Regions from separate parts of the Mus musculus genome. Here all the other regions are linked to region 1. A link is a contact called in public Hi-C and promoter capture Hi-C data. All regions are on one chromosome and are shown on one strand. Each heading gives the region's core, a stretch centred on a gene start, on an enhancer-like site or on the middle of the called end of the contact. The rest is flanking DNA. Distances are from core to core; before and after follow the strand shown. Region 1 overlaps Madd (MAP-kinase activating death domain). Region 2 overlaps Lrp4 (low density lipoprotein receptor-related protein 4). Region 3 holds the start of F2 (coagulation factor II).

Region 1 (2,852 bases), core at 11-2,510:
AAAAGGAAAAGGAAAAAGAAAAAGAAAAAGGAGGCATTTAAGTGTTGTGATGAGAACAGATTTCATCTCAGATCCGCAGAGGTGTGCAGACCTCACATGGAAACTGCTGTACTCTAACAGCTGGAGGACTGAGAGTCCCCACACTGAACAGAAGGACCAACACCTCACCTGGACTACTGCCCCATTCTCTAAGCTACTAACTATAACTACCCACCTCTAAACTACTAACTCTAACTACCCATTCTCTAAACTACTAACTCTAACTGCCCATTCTCTAAACTACTAACTACCCATTCTCTAAACTACTAACTCTAACTACCCATTCTCCAAACTACTAACTATAGCTACCCATCTCTAAACTACTAACTGTAACTACCGATTCTCCTCTAAACTAGGCATTAACTGGGCTGCATAGCAGCATGGCAGACGTGTTTAGTGTGAAAGCGCTGTATAGGCAGGGGGACACGCAGGATAAAAGGGACGGTCCGATGTGCTCACCAGGCTGTTCAGCTGATCGAGCACCTCATTGACTTGCTGGCTGTACACCAGCCCAATGTGGGACTTTCCCATTAGGCGCCGTACTTTCTTCCTGATGTCATTCTTGTTCACCTGTAAAGCCAAGACAGGAGTCTTAATAAAGGCTCTGCTCCCTTCCCAAGTGAGGCAGAGACAAGAAAATAATCAGTTTCCACTTACCTGAGAGAAATGGAATTCTGAAAGACTATGTTACTGACTATGGCAGAACACTTTCAACTGTGTGTTCTGTCCATATGCTGGGGATTGCCTCTGCCTCTAGCTAGCTTCTACAGGAAAGTGGCTCTTAGAGAGTTGGACATCAAGGAGACACCTCCTCCCATCCTTTACCAACACCACCATAACATCCTCCCCAAAAGGACTTCTTAGAGTATGATTTAGAAACAGTAACACAGGTACAGTAAAGTGGGACGCTAGTACCTGAGACACCTTGCAGGTAAGCACCACCATCCACCCCTGACCACAGGGAAATGGAATTCAAGCATAAAGAAAAGCTTACAATATAGGAATGCTGACTTGTCAACTTGACACAAGGTAGAGTTATCTGGGAAGGACTCTCGATTGGGAAAATCCCTTTGTAAGACTGGCCTGCAGCTGCAGATAAGCCTCTGAGTTGTTTTTTGATTAATGATTGATGTGAGAGCCCAGCTGCTCACTGGGCAGTGCCCTCCCTGGGCAGGTTGGTGTAGAGGTCTATTGAGAAAGCAGCCTGAGCAAGCCAATACGCAGCACTCCTCCATGGTGTCTGCATCTGTTCCTGCTCCCAGGTCCCTGGCTTGGCTTCCCCTGATGATAGACTATCACCAGTTAGCCAATATGCCCTTCTGTTCTCATGTTGTTTTTGGCCATAATGCTTATAACAGCAACAGAAACCTAACTAAGACACAAAATCAACCAAAGCAAAAGGCTCACAGAGTCTGTCTCTGTGTTTGGGAACTGCTCCCTTCACATTTAAAAGCTAGGGAGAGGCTGGAGAGATGGCTCAGCGGTTAAGACTGCTCTTCCCGAGGTCCTGAGTTCAAATCCCAGCAACCACATGGTGGCTCACAACCATCCGTAATGAGATCTGATGCCCTCTTCTGGTGCATCTGAAGACAGCTACAGTGTACTTACATAAACTAGATAAATAAATCTTTGGGCTGGAGTGAGCAAGGCCAGAGCAAGAAGGGAAAAATAAATAAATAAATAAATAAATAAATAAATAAAAGCTAAGGAGAGCTCAGGGAGGCTCATTCTCACAATAATTCTCTGCCACCACCAATCCAAATCCACATTTCTCTTTCAGAGAAGAACTTCTCTTGATAATTTGCAATACACTTCTCCACAATTATAAATATGAAGCCCAAACAACTCACACTAGAGTTACCACTCCTTTGTTAATAAGCAGATACTTTTTGGACAAGATTTTATATAGTTTTACTTGGTCTTGAACTTATAGCCAAGCTTGGCCTTGAATCCCTGATCCTCCTGCCTCTACCTCTCAAGTGCCTTATTTGCTGGCATGAACCATCATGCCAGTAGACAGCTTTTACTAGCTACAGAAAATTCTACATGACAAAGGGCTGGTGCTCAAAAATAAATTCTGAGCCCCTGAAGGTTTTAGAATATACTACTGAAAAAAAAAAAAAAAGAGTATTAAATCAGTTGTAATTTGAGAGCTCTGTTGTAGCCTAAAACAGCTCAGCAAAGGGAATACATCAAATTCAAAGTAAACCAGTAACAGGTAATAATCAATGACTTTCATAACATTCAGTAACAAAACAGCCTGGCAGCTTCAGTTAACGCAACAGTGGGCAAGCTGCCACAGGGGCCTTGAACTTTTCAGTCAGATACTTTGGCAGCTTCCAAACCAGTCCAAAATGTAGGCACTAGACCTAGTCTTGCCCTTCTAGCACCAGTAACAGCTGGACATAAGCAATACGATCAATCAGTACATAAGCAATACCTTCATCAGCAGCATATAGGATATGAGGTTGTGTAAAAGTGTGGCCAGCAAGCGGTCTTCATCATCCTCCAGGCGCTTCCGGTCGTGTTCCCCTAGGGAGAGGTACCTAAGCAGAAACCCAGGCACAAGTTAGTTCTCAGGCAGGAGAGCCCAGGACTACGAGGAAGGAACTGAAGAGGCACAGTGCCAGGTCTTTGTCAAGTCTCATACCTGTCGATCATTTCCTGAGGACCCTGGTCCATACCCATTCCTTCTCTTTCCAACATTACAGCATCTAAGAATGCATCTTCCCAGAACTGCATTTGGTCCCATAAGGTAGAACGTTCTTTGCCTGTGTAGAATAAGGTTATTTCTCGGGTGGGGAGCATGGCTT
Region 2 (2,817 bases), core at 185-2,684, 320 kb after region 1:
GCTCTGTCCAGCCACCTCCATGTGCACAGCCGAACAGTTTCGCTGTCGGTCAGGCCGTTGCGTCCGTCTGTCCTGGCGCTGTGATGGGGAGGATGACTGTGCGGACAACAGCGATGAAGAAAACTGTGAGAACACAGGTGGAGTCCCCAGCGGTATCCCCGCCCTGCCCTAATGTTGGGAGTGGGAGGCAGAGAAGCAAAGGGAACATTGCCATTGCTTTCAATGGCCTGGACTTGCCCTGCCCTTCCCAGTGAGTAGGGTCAGATCCAGCTGTTGGAGCAGGGGAGATAGCACTTGCTATGCAAGCACAAGGACCCAAGTTCAAATCCCTAGCACCCAAGTTAAAAAGCTAGGTATGGCTGTGAGTGCCTGTAACACCACCGCTGGGGGGGGAAGAGAAAGTCAGACCCCTGAAGCTCATTAACCAACCAGCCTCACCAAATGGCCAGCTCCTGATTCAATGAGAAACCTTGTCTCAAGGCAATAAGACAGAGAATGAACGATAAAGTTATCAGATATTGTCCTTGGCCTCTGCACACACAGGTATGGGCACACATACCCATATTCATAGTCACATGCGTGTACCACACATCCACACAACATATCACATACGTACACACACATGCACATGCACAATCCAGATGCGCTGAGGAACTGTGTACAGTTCTTGAACACAGAGTCAAGGCTGTGAGTCTTTGCAGCTGCTCAAATTCTCACTTCCAATCTGGCCTTGGGAGGAAGGGCTGTTGTCCAGCCAGTAGCCCAGTGTCTACTTCCACTCTGCAGGAAGGACTGGCAGTCTCTGCGTCTGCTCCCCGCCCACCCCACCAGTCCCTGCTAAACCTGGTTCTGACTACAAGACTACACTCCGACTCTGTTCCCATCACTCATCCATCGTGGAATCCCAGGGAGAAAACAAACTCAGACACTCAACCAGCCTTGTCTGAGCTGTTTCCTGCCTCGGACCCCATCCCTCCCACCTTGACGCTCAGCTGGCTCCACTTTACCCTAGAAAATGACAGGCTCCTGTCCCTTGTGGACTCAAGCCCTGCCCTCCTGTGACCTGACTCTCCCCCTCCTCCCTCTCTTTCTAGGAAGCCCCCAGTGCGCCTCTGACCAGTTCCTGTGTTGGAACGGGCGCTGTATTGGGCAGAGGAAGCTGTGCAACGGGATCAACGACTGCGGTGACAGCAGTGACGAAAGTCCACAGCAGAACTGTCGTGAGTGTCTCTAGCGGGTGGGCCCTGCCCGTGGTTTGTGGCTGAGCCCCACCCCTAGGGTTCAAAGGGAGGCCTCCCTTGGGACTCTCACAGTTTTTGGGAGCTGTTCTTCGTGGTCCAGGTGGAATGCCAAGTTGGCTGGACGGGGGTGGATTCTGGGCTCGGCTCCCAACTCTGGCTTGGCTGTCACAGGGCCCCGGACGGGTGAGGAGAACTGCAATGTTAACAACGGTGGCTGTGCCCAGAAGTGTCAGATGGTGCGAGGGGCAGTGCAGTGTACCTGCCACACAGGCTACCGGCTCACAGAGGATGGGAGAACGTGCCAGGGTGAGCTGGGGCCTGTTGGGGGTGGGGGGAAGGAGGGGAGGGAAGCTGGGTGACATATCAGATGGGTGTGACCTTGACTCATCGTTACACTGACCCTGGGAAGTAGGGATCATTTCTCTCATTTTGCAGATAGGGAAACAGAAGTGCAGAGAGTATAGGTAATTTACCCAAAGCCACACAGATAGTAAGCAGCCGAGTTGGAGTTTGAAATCTGAGACTCCATGACCTCAAAGCCCGAACCACTGGTTACACAGTTTCCCTCCTGGCTGTGGCAGTGGATGGGGATATGGAGCTGTGACCAGGGAGACAATGGGGTGGCTTAGGAGTGTGTGGGAAGATGGTTGTAGGCAGGCTTCCTCACCCTGCCTGGTATCCACAGATGTAAACGAATGTGCTGAGGAGGGGTACTGCAGCCAGGGCTGCACAAACACTGAAGGGGCTTTCCAGTGCTGGTGTGAAGCAGGGTATGAGCTACGGCCCGATCGGCGCAGCTGCAAAGCTCTGGGTAAGGAGGGTTGGCACTTGCCTGGGTGGGCGGAACAGACAAAAGCCAGGTGTTAGAGCTGAGGGATTTGCTAAGATGTAGACTGATTTTTTTGCAAATTGCAATCTGGGCGCCAAGTGAAAGGCGATTGGGTTTGGGGTTAGAAAGGATTCTAGTGTTCTAGTCCAAATTTCAGCAGCTTGGGACATGCTCTAGTGGGCAAAGGGCCCCAGCTATGAGCTGAGGCCCTGAGGGTGCATGCTGATGGGTATCTGTGGCTCTGAGGCCCAGTGGGTCCTATTTCTATGCTGTGTCCAGGGCCAGAACCTGTGCTACTGTTTGCCAATCGTATCGACATCCGGCAGGTGCTCCCGCACCGCTCCGAGTACACGCTGCTACTGAACAACCTGGAGAACGCCATTGCCCTCGACTTTCATCACCGGCGGGAGCTGGTCTTCTGGTCGGATGTCACCCTGGACCGCATCCTCCGTGCCAACCTTAATGGCAGCAATGTAGAGGAGGTGGTGTCTACTGGGCTAGAGAGCCCAGGTAGGAAAACAAGGCCCTGAGTGGAGAGCCTGGAATGCCATGTGCAAAAAAACACAGCGGAAAGGGGGGGCCGGGCCAGTGTTTCCAAAGTGCACAAAGCAGAAGGCCTCTTCCAGTGAAATCTTGGGTGAAACTCTCAGATAGGAACCAACTGAGGAGTTGAAAATGCTGCTCAATTGGTAGAGTGCTTGCTTAGCATGAACACAAAGCTCTAAGCTTGATTCCCCAAGCACTGCA
Region 3 (2,819 bases), core at 58-2,557, 480 kb after region 1:
CAAACCTTTCTGGCCACTCACCTGTGTACTTGGCCCAGAACACGTCCTACAAAGCAAGGGCTGGGGGTGAGACTACGGCAGGATGGAGTTCTACTCGGTTAGTAGCATTATCCTTCCCTTACCACCTTATCCTTCCCTTACCACCTGAGCCCAGTTTGAGTCTCCTACTTTGGCTTCCAAAGGGAGAAAATATGGGGGTGGGGGGAGAGAGCCCCGCACCCTTGACTGGAGGAGACAAAAGTGCATCCCTCTCGGTCCCCCGGAAGGGAATGGGCTGCAACAGAGCCCCAGGGCCAGTGGTACACAACAGGGAACACAAAAATGGCGGAAAGGCTTAAGCAAAACACCAGATAACCCCGAGCCGCAGTATAGCTGGCTGCTGAAGCTGAGGAGCTCCCCTCATGTCGCGAGCCTCACTGTGACAGCCCGGGCCTACAAGTCCCCAAGACAGATTTTGGGTGCCCATCTTGCAGCTCAAGGAGACAAGAGTCCGAATAGAAGTGAAAGTCTGAAAAGGGGAAGAGCCCGGATGTTTCCTGCTTGGTCCAGCGATCCCCTGCAGAGGGAACCCAGGCCTGTTCCTTGCCTACCTGCCCTGTCTCCTAGCATTGAGTGTTGCAGGACTCACTGTGTCTTGGGGAGACTCCAGGGCCTCAAAGGCCTCCTCATAGCTGCACTGCTCTTCCACGCACTCACGCTCTAGGTTGCCCTTTCGGAGCTCCTCCAGGAAGCCACTGTTGGCTCTGCGGACCCGCTGGAGCAGCGATAGTGCTTGCTGAGGCGCCAGGAACACTGCAGCAGGGGGCAGGGGCATGGGAAGTCGCCTCAGGAAGCCTGGCTAGCTTAACCATTAGGGGTAGGAAGCTGGCTGCCCTGCTAGCTTCCAAGGGGGAACATAGGGGATGGGGAAAGCACCCAGAAAGCCACTGAACATAGTTTGAGTCATCTGCCTTTCATTGGTTGCCCTAGCCCACTCCCCCGTTCTAGAAGACAGAACTGATGCCCTCCTACCTGCACCACACACATGACTCCTTCTCAAAGCTGGACACTCTGGTCTGAGGACCACCTGGGGACTGTCCCTGTATTCTGTGTTCTTAGGCAGGAAACCCCATCCCTCAGGCCTTTCCCACATCCTCTATCCTGCCCGAGGCCTCCAAGTGCCCCTTACCATGCTGGCTGTGTACCAGGCTAACCAGGGCAGCCAGAGCCAAGCAGCCAGGGAGGCCCAGGCCGCGGACGTGCGACATAGTGTGTCAGCTCCTGGGATCTGAGGGATTGTCCTGACTCTCTCTGGGTTAATATTGAACCGATGTGAAGAAATCAGTGGCAAGGGAGAGGTCAGCAGATCAGGGCCTTGGGGACAAATGTCCACCCCTGACATTCAAGAGGACAGGTTCTCCTGGAACCAGCGGTGGATGTTCTAGGGGAGACAAATCATATAGAGAAGACCGTCACCCTTCCATTTATGATGTGGGTAAATGTGAATCAATAAGTCCTTCTGGAGGCTCCTTCTAATCCCAACCGACAGAGATGGTGCAAAACTCCCCACATCCATGCACTGCAGTTTTCTCATTGTGCTGTGGGTGTAACGCTTTGTGCTGAGACCTAAAAGAGCTTACTAATGTAGAGCACACAAAACACCGGGCCTACTGAATAACAGACAAAAGGAATAGAGATAGGTGTGGCAGGGGAAAAGCTCTCTCATTGCACTGTGAGACAGGGTAGCTCTCAGTCAGGAGGTGGCTCCTCTGTCTTCTCCTCTAATGGTGCTGTGGTTGGTGAATGGAGGCTGCCTGGGAGGAGCCAAGTCCAGGGCCTCTTGGCCTCTAGCTGTCTTCTTCAATCTCCTGCCCCAGCACAGGTGCTGGCCCAAGTCTCTGGGTCTCCCTGACACAGCCCCGTCCCTCCCAACCTGTCTGCACTCGCCAGCCTCTTAAGGCTCCTAGTTCTACACAACAGCTAGGCTTGTTCTCACCCTCCCCCATTTCCTATTTACAAGGTAAATATTAGTCCTGGGTCTAAATAGAACAGAGGGACAAAGAGCAGGGACACCCACACCTGGGAAGTGGGGACTCCTGCTTTGCCTTAACTTCATCAGGGCTGGTTGTCTGGGGTCATGTATAGTCTGGGACAAGGGTTGGCAGAGAGCAGGGGGCTGGGGCTCCCACCGTCAGCATAATTCCTGAGTGGCCCACTTCCTATGTTGTTTTCATAATATACATATAAAACATATATCACATGCATTATAGTTTTCTTTTTTTTTTCTTTTTCTTTCTTTCTTTTTTTTTTTTTTTTCGAGACAGGGTTTCTCTGTATAGCCCTGGCTGTCCTGGAACTCACTTTGTAGACCAGGCTGGCCTCAAACTCAGAAATCTGCCTGCCTCTGCCTCCCAAGTGCTGGAATTAAAGGTGTGAGCCACCACGCCCAGCTTTTTGTTTTGTTTTTTAAATGATGTGTATATGTCCATGTGTTGGTAATGTATGTGAGTTCAGGTACCCGAGGCAGCCAGAGGCCAGATCCCCTGCAGCTGGAGTTCAGGCAGTTAGGAGCCACCCAGTGTGGATGCTGGGAGGCAAATTTGGATTCTCTGCAAGAGCAGTCAGTGCTCTTAACCACTGAGCCATCTCTCCAGCTACAATTTAAAAAATAACTTTTTGGGATTTTTTGTTTGTTTGTTTTTAAAAATAGGGTTGCTCTAGGTAGCCCTGGCTGTTATGAAACTAACTTGTAGAACCAGCCAGCCTAGAACTCAGAGATTCACCTGCCGGTACCTCTTGAGTACTGAAATTAAAGGCATGTGCCATCATTGCCTGGCTAA

What was found. Promoter capture Hi-C pulls out the DNA fragments that hold promoters and counts their contacts. A called contact is a pair of places that touch in the nucleus more often than the background predicts.
Region 2: a Hi-C map of liver shows a contact between it and region 1, with 1.9 times the contacts expected there. The contact joins two enhancer-like sites. A contact is called at or near these places in 1 of 39 promoter capture datasets (embryonic stem cells), 1 of 484 Hi-C or Micro-C datasets (liver), 1 of 115 datasets of contacts at active chromatin or transcription factors (extraembryonic endoderm stem cells) and 2 of 9 other capture datasets (adipose tissue and pancreatic islet).
Region 3: a promoter capture Hi-C map of liver shows a contact between it and region 1, with 4 times the contacts expected there. The contact joins the promoter of F2 here to the enhancer-like site in region 1. A contact is called at or near these places in 1 of 39 promoter capture datasets (liver), 1 of 484 Hi-C or Micro-C datasets (liver), 3 of 115 datasets of contacts at active chromatin or transcription factors (embryonic midbrain, extraembryonic endoderm stem cells and neural tube) and 1 of 9 other capture datasets (embryonic stem cells).

Annotation. Positions count from the first base shown.
Region 1 is chr2:91,151,956-91,154,807 of GRCm38.p6, forward strand. Madd (MAP-kinase activating death domain) reads right to left here. Exons shown (of 35, transcript NM_001177720.1): 25 at 2,690-2,810; 26 at 2,480-2,585; 27 at 499-609. Among named protein-coding and RNA genes, the nearest start is that of Madd, 26 kb to the right of the region's middle. Within about 2 kb of position 1,261, at least 4 of the 459 cell types and tissues checked have an H3K27ac peak or open chromatin away from gene starts, as enhancers often do. A contact at or near this core is called in liver, where this site is marked.
Region 2 is chr2:91,475,172-91,477,988 of GRCm38.p6, forward strand. Lrp4 (low density lipoprotein receptor-related protein 4) reads left to right here. Exons shown (of 38, transcript NM_172668.3): 8 at 12-137; 9 at 1,095-1,220; 10 at 1,413-1,547; 11 at 1,927-2,052; 12 at 2,350-2,580. Among named protein-coding and RNA genes, the nearest start is that of Lrp4, 19 kb to the left of the region's middle. Within about 2 kb of position 1,435, at least 98 of the 459 cell types and tissues checked have an H3K27ac peak or open chromatin away from gene starts, as enhancers often do. A contact at or near this core is called in liver, where this site is marked.
Region 3 is chr2:91,635,150-91,637,968 of GRCm38.p6, forward strand. It overlaps F2 (coagulation factor II), which reads right to left and starts at 1,308. Exons shown (of 14, transcript NM_010168.3): 1 at 1,169-1,308; 2 at 629-792; 3 at 22-46. The coding sequence starts at 1,247.